Regions from separate parts of the Sus scrofa genome. Here region 1 is linked to region 2. A link is a contact called in public HiChIP or PLAC-seq data. All regions are on one chromosome and are shown on one strand. The core of a region is the stretch at or near the end of the contact, and the rest is flanking DNA. Distances in the headings are between cores, read along the strand shown. Region 1 holds the start of PARP1 (poly [ADP-ribose] polymerase 1). Region 2 holds the start of LIN9 (protein lin-9 homolog).

Region 1 (2,705 bases), core at 94-2,593, 57 kb after region 2:
CAAAACATGAAAATTGGGAGTTCTGTCATGGCTCAGGGGTAAAGAACCTGACTAGTATCCATGAGGACACAGGTTCGATCCCTGGCCTCACTCACTGGGTTAAGGATCTGGCGTTGCTGTGAGCTGTGGTGTAGGCCGGCAGCTGCAGCTCTGCTTCCACCCCTAGCCTGGGAACTTCCATATGTCAAGGGTGTGGCCCTAAAAATACAGGGGGGAAAAAAAAAAACACAACAACACAAACTGCCTCACGGAGGGGAGAGAAAATCAAGCTACTGGGACCTTGAGGTCCAGATAAACACCTCATTCCAACAGCCTCTGGCCATCTCTGTAGGCCTCGGGGACCACCAGAGGGATTTCCCTAATCAGCCAATAAATCCAGATAAGGAACCCCCGGAGCCATTCTTACTCAAATCGGATTAGCTGCAAATGCAGCAAGTCTGCGAAGTTGGAAAGTTTGGGGAAAAGGTTATTTTAAACCACAAATTAAGCTCAAAGAGGGAGCACCGTACTGAAACGACACCGACTTGCATAGCTTTGCATAATTTTAAAAAATGAGAGTGAGCGAATGTAGAAGATTGCCAAAAATAGCTTAAAAAAAAAAAAAAAACCCTCACTTGCCAGTCGCCACCACGAATATAAGACAAAAATCTTCCAGCGCAATGTAGGTCAAAACCAAACTAACTTCCAAAGACCACACGTACATTTTCTTTCCAAGGCGAATAGCAATAACAGAAACAAGAACAGCACCACCCCGGAGTAAGGATAAAAGCAGCTCCTTATTTTTTACAAAATAAAAGGCACCACCAGCTCCACACCGTATTTCCCGGGCTTTTTCAGCAACATCAGCAAAACCTTCCGGAAGAGTCCACCCGGCGGGCCACACGCCGGGAGGAGCGGCAGCAGCAGCGCCCGCAGGCCCAGCGCGGGCTCCGAGCGGCCGGCCTGGCCCGCGGCTCTGGGCCAGCCCTCCCCCAACCCTCCCCGGACGCTTGGAAACCCCCGCCGCGCACAAAGCGGCCTCTCATCCCGCACCTGCACCATGATGGCCATCCGGAGCGAGTCCTTGGGGATGCTCTCGCTGCATTTCTTGCAGGAGGCGCGCCCACTCTTAGCATACTCGACCCGATAGAGCTTGTCCGATGACTCCGCCATCCTCCTCCCTGTGCCGATGCAGCTCCCGAAGCCTGACGCTGCGACCTGCAGACACGCAACCGCAACCGCCGCCGCCGCCGCCGCCGCCTTGCTTGCCTGTCTCCTCCCAGCAGGGCCCCCAGTGCCCAGAGCCGCCGCCGCTGCCGCCAAGCACGCCGCGCCGACCACCCGCCGCTCCCGATAGATTGCTGATGCCTGGCGGGGGGGGCACGCCCCGCTAGCCGCGTTCACGGGGCGGGGCCGCCGGCGCGCACGCCCCCTGCGGGCTGGGGGCGGCATTTCCCTAGTGCTTGCTGCTGCCGCGTGAGCGAGGCGGAGCTGCTGGGGGTCCATGCTGGCTGGAGCTCCGCCTGTAGCTCTTTGGCTGGGCCGGCCGCAGTGCTCTTAATCATTTGTCCCCAGGAACACTTACGTGCTCTTATAACTAAACCCACCCCTGTCCCCTTTTAATACGTGTGCCCTCTCTCCCTGGAGGCGAACAGGTCTGGGAGGTGCTGGGCTGGTTCCAGAATGTGGTTGACCTGCCAAAGGTAGGTCAACCTGGGCAGGTTCTAACTGCAATCTGCAGGCCGTGGGTACTGAAAACTAACTGAAATCTAGCATTTTTCACTATGAATTTTAATGCATGAGTACAGATTCTGGGAATCCTGTGACTTTCTCAGCAACAATCATCAGAGACTTTTTTTTTTTTTTTTTGTCTTTTTGCGATTTCTTGGGTCGCTCTCGATACATATGGAGGTTCCCAGGCTAGGGGTCCGGCAGAGCCACAGCAACGCGGGATCCAAGCCACGCCTGCGACCTACACCACAGCTCACTGCAATGCCGGATCCTTAACCCACTGAGGGAGGCCAGGGATTGAACCCACAACCTCTTGGTTCCTGGTCGAATTCGTTCACCACTGCGCCACAACGGTAACTCCCCAAAGACATTTTCATATCACTTTATAATTGTTGGAGAGCACTCAACATCAAGTTCATCATCACTTAAGTTGCCGTAGTTAAGAGACCTGCTTACCTATTTCTACAGTCTGTTAAGAAGTTGCTGCAGCTGCATCATAGGTGGCAGCTGCGACTGGGATTCCATCCCGGGCCAGAACTTCCATAAAAAACAAAACTTGTTGCTGCTAGATCTTGTTACTTAATGGAGAATTATATTTTAATATAACTAGTTTCTTTTAAAGTTCTATGCATTTTATTTTATTCATTTAAAACATCATTATAATGGAGTGTGTTGTATTTGAGAATATTCAGTTCTGCTATAGAGACAAGAAAAAGAAACAGGATGAAACAAACTTGTTAAATAGAGAAGAAAGCTAGTAGCTTATGAGACATGGATATTGATTAAGCAAGTAGGTTGTGAGACATAGGTAAGAACCTGTTTTGTTTTGTTTTGGGGTGTTTTTTTGCCCATGGGAATTGGAATGTGGAATTTCTAGGGCCAGGGATCAAACTGCACCACAGCGGTAACCAGAGCCACTGCAGTGATAATGCCGCATCCTTAACCTACTATGCCACAGGGGAACTCCAGCAAGAATCTTAAGTAGTGAGCTGTTA
Region 2 (2,753 bases), core at 192-2,691:
CTACCGGATGTGGCAAAATAGAACATTTCCATCACTGAGAAAGTTCTATTGGAATTCAGCACTGGCCTAGAGCAAATTTAAAACACGAACTCTCTTAATACAACTTTTCACCAGTTTGGCAACTTGAACTTGCAACTTTATAACACATTAAGAATATAATGACCTCAGCAAGGAATAAACAGAATTGGCTGTACGCAGTTCTCATTTTTAAAGTGTCTTGCACAGAGAGATTTAACAGGGATCGACCTTTTTGTTTTTATTATACTAAAACTCTCACAAAAGATGTGTATACATAAACTGAATAGCAAGTGTGGCTCAGGAACCCTTTTGTCATTAATTAAACGATTTGCCTTTTGATATAGTTTATACGATATTGTAAATTACAAATTAAGTTCTATTGCACTTACACTACCGGATTAGTGCTTTTACTTCCTAAACACACGGGAACATCCATGTCTGAGATGGCAGGATGAATAAACATGGTTAAGTGAGGCAATGCACAAGGGGTGTCAGGGAGAGGGCTGTATATGCCTGCTGGGATGGTCACATCCATGCATCAAGGTACCCCCATGATTCTTAAGACACAAACGCACAGAAGAAAGTCATTGGGATGGGGGCCACCTGAACACGTGTGTACCCAGGCTGGATTACCTCTGGAAAGATCCACAGCCACCTGTGGTCCCAGGGGAAGGGGCCAGCCCTTTGACACGGAAACACTTCCAGGGGTGGACACACCGGAGGAGGGAAGGCGAAGGCGGTGATGATCACAAGTGCCTGCAGCGGCAGGAACTGTGACAGGACAAGATCCGAGGCCAGGGCAAGACGAAGGGCCGTGACCACCCCCTCCCCAGCCGGAGCCCGGCCCGGCCCCCGGACGGGCGGGTTACATAACCCCGCCAGGCGTCCCTCCGCGCCGGGCGAGCGCTGCAGGCGGCGAGAACAGCCCCCGCGGCCGGTGGCCGCTCTTCCCCCACCGCGGCCAGGGGCCCCGCGTCGGGCCAGGGGAGCAGCCACCGCCTCCGCCCGACAAGGGCTGGGCCCCCGGGCTTTCGGTTTCCGGCCCTGGCGCTCACACAACCCCAGAAACCAACACTCAAGACACCATAACAAAGGCGGCGACGCGGCGGCAACACCGGGGTGGGAGGACTCGGGGACCACGGCGGGGCTGGCAGTCAGCCCACCTGCCCCGCGGAGGGTAGGGCCGCCTGTCCGGGCCGATGCAGCCCAGGGGCAGGCGGCCGGCGGGAGGAGGGGGGGTGCTTTGAGGTGCTACTCACTCTCGTCAGGCAACTGGTCGAGCTCCGCCATCTTGAACGAGCCGCGCCGCTTTTTCAAAGGCTGCCCGCCGCGGTGCATTGTGGGGCGGAGACTGTCTTTGCGAGGGAGGTTCGAATGCGGAGCTCGCCGCCCGCGGCGCGGCGCCGCGCTACTCCCGCCGCGGCGGGCTGAGGCGGGCGGGGCTCTGCCCGGGCCCGCCCGGGGAAGGGGTGCCACGGAGGAGGGCCGCGCCTCGCCCCTCCGCCCCCGCCCCCGGCCGGGCCGGCAATAAAGGGAGGGAGGCCGCACCGCCAGGCCCGTCTCGCGCCGCCCCAGCCTGGGCCCGGCGCCGGAGCGCGGGGGGAGCGGGAGGAGCGGTGCGAGCTGCCGAGTCCCGCCCGGCCCCGCTCCCGGCGCGCGTTTCGCGTCTCGAGCTGCAGCTGCGGGAACTGCAGGCTGTTTGTTCCGAGTGGGGAAAGGGAGGGAAGAGGGGAGGCAGGCCTCGGCCGGCTGAGGGGGGCGGGGGGGGCGGGAGGCTGCACCTGTGGGCCCGGCGCGGGGAGAAGCCCCCGGTTCTTGGCCGCATTACCGGAGGCGGCTGTACTCGAAGTAAAATTTTCACGGCTCCCCGAGCCCACGTTTCTCCGGCATCTCCATCCCTCCCTTCTCCGGAGAGCTGGGGAGGAGGGCCGGGGAGGAGGGCTCAGGCCGCGGCTGCCCCACAGCTTGCCCGCCCGGGACTCTGCTCCGGGTGCCCCTCGCGAGCCGGGATACCCCTCCGGAACGTCGGCACCCGAGTTGTGCATGGAGCTTGGAGGGGAGACCTTGAAAGGTCATAAAGTTAGTCTTTGAGCTCGGCGGCCAGAAAACTGTTTTGCTGAGCTCTTTCATCCGTTCACAGTAGACGCTGCAGTGAGCTGGGAGAGGATTACAGAACCAGAAGCAGGAGACTTGATGAAGATACAGACAGAACCCAGCAGTGACACTTGAAGATGATGAAGTACCCTGATCGACATGTTTTGAGAACCCTGAAAGAATTCAATCAGTTTTCAAAGAAGCCCAGGGAAAGATTTCACAATTCCTGTCTATAATAGTGTCCAATAATCAACCTCTCTTGCTTTTCAACAGTGCATCTAACAAATGTTATTAAGCTCCAGTCCTTTCTCTCCAGGGCTGGGGTGGGAGGGATGGGATAGTTAAGCAATGAGAATACAGCAGGGGTAAATTCCAGAAACTAAAAAGTTAAAAGCTGGTCGTCTGAGATGACAGCAAGACAGGCCAGCCCAGGCCAAGGAGCTAGACTTGCTAAGAGCCCTGGAGCAGTGGAGAGGTCGGGTTTTCAAGTATAGAGCTGGCATTTTTCCATCTGTGTTGTAGAACCAAAGTATGGGAAATGGATTGGAGTGTGATAGGATGAGAGTCCTGGAAACTAGTCAGGAGGAAGCTTGTTGGAGCAGGCAGGCAAAGGGGAGCTGTCTGTCCCAGACGTTCAGAGG

What was found. HiChIP or PLAC-seq counts read pairs in DNA pulled down with a chosen protein or histone mark.
Region 1: an H3K27ac HiChIP or PLAC-seq map of skeletal muscle shows a contact between it and region 2. The contact joins the promoter of PARP1 here to the promoter of LIN9 in region 2. A contact is called at or near these places in 4 of 47 Hi-C or Micro-C datasets (embryonic fibroblasts, fetal heart ventricle, fetal skeletal muscle and 1 more) and 1 of 2 datasets of contacts at active chromatin or transcription factors (skeletal muscle).

The regions. Positions count from the first base shown.
Region 1 is chr10:14,239,821-14,242,525 of Sscrofa11.1, forward strand. It overlaps PARP1 (poly [ADP-ribose] polymerase 1), which reads right to left and starts at 1,344. Exons shown (of 24, transcript XM_003357641.4): 1 at 1,033-1,344. The coding sequence starts at 1,152.
Region 2 is chr10:14,182,586-14,185,338 of Sscrofa11.1, forward strand. LIN9 (protein lin-9 homolog) reads right to left here and starts at 1,442. Exons shown (of 15, transcript XM_021064413.1): 1 at 1,278-1,442. The coding sequence starts at 1,356.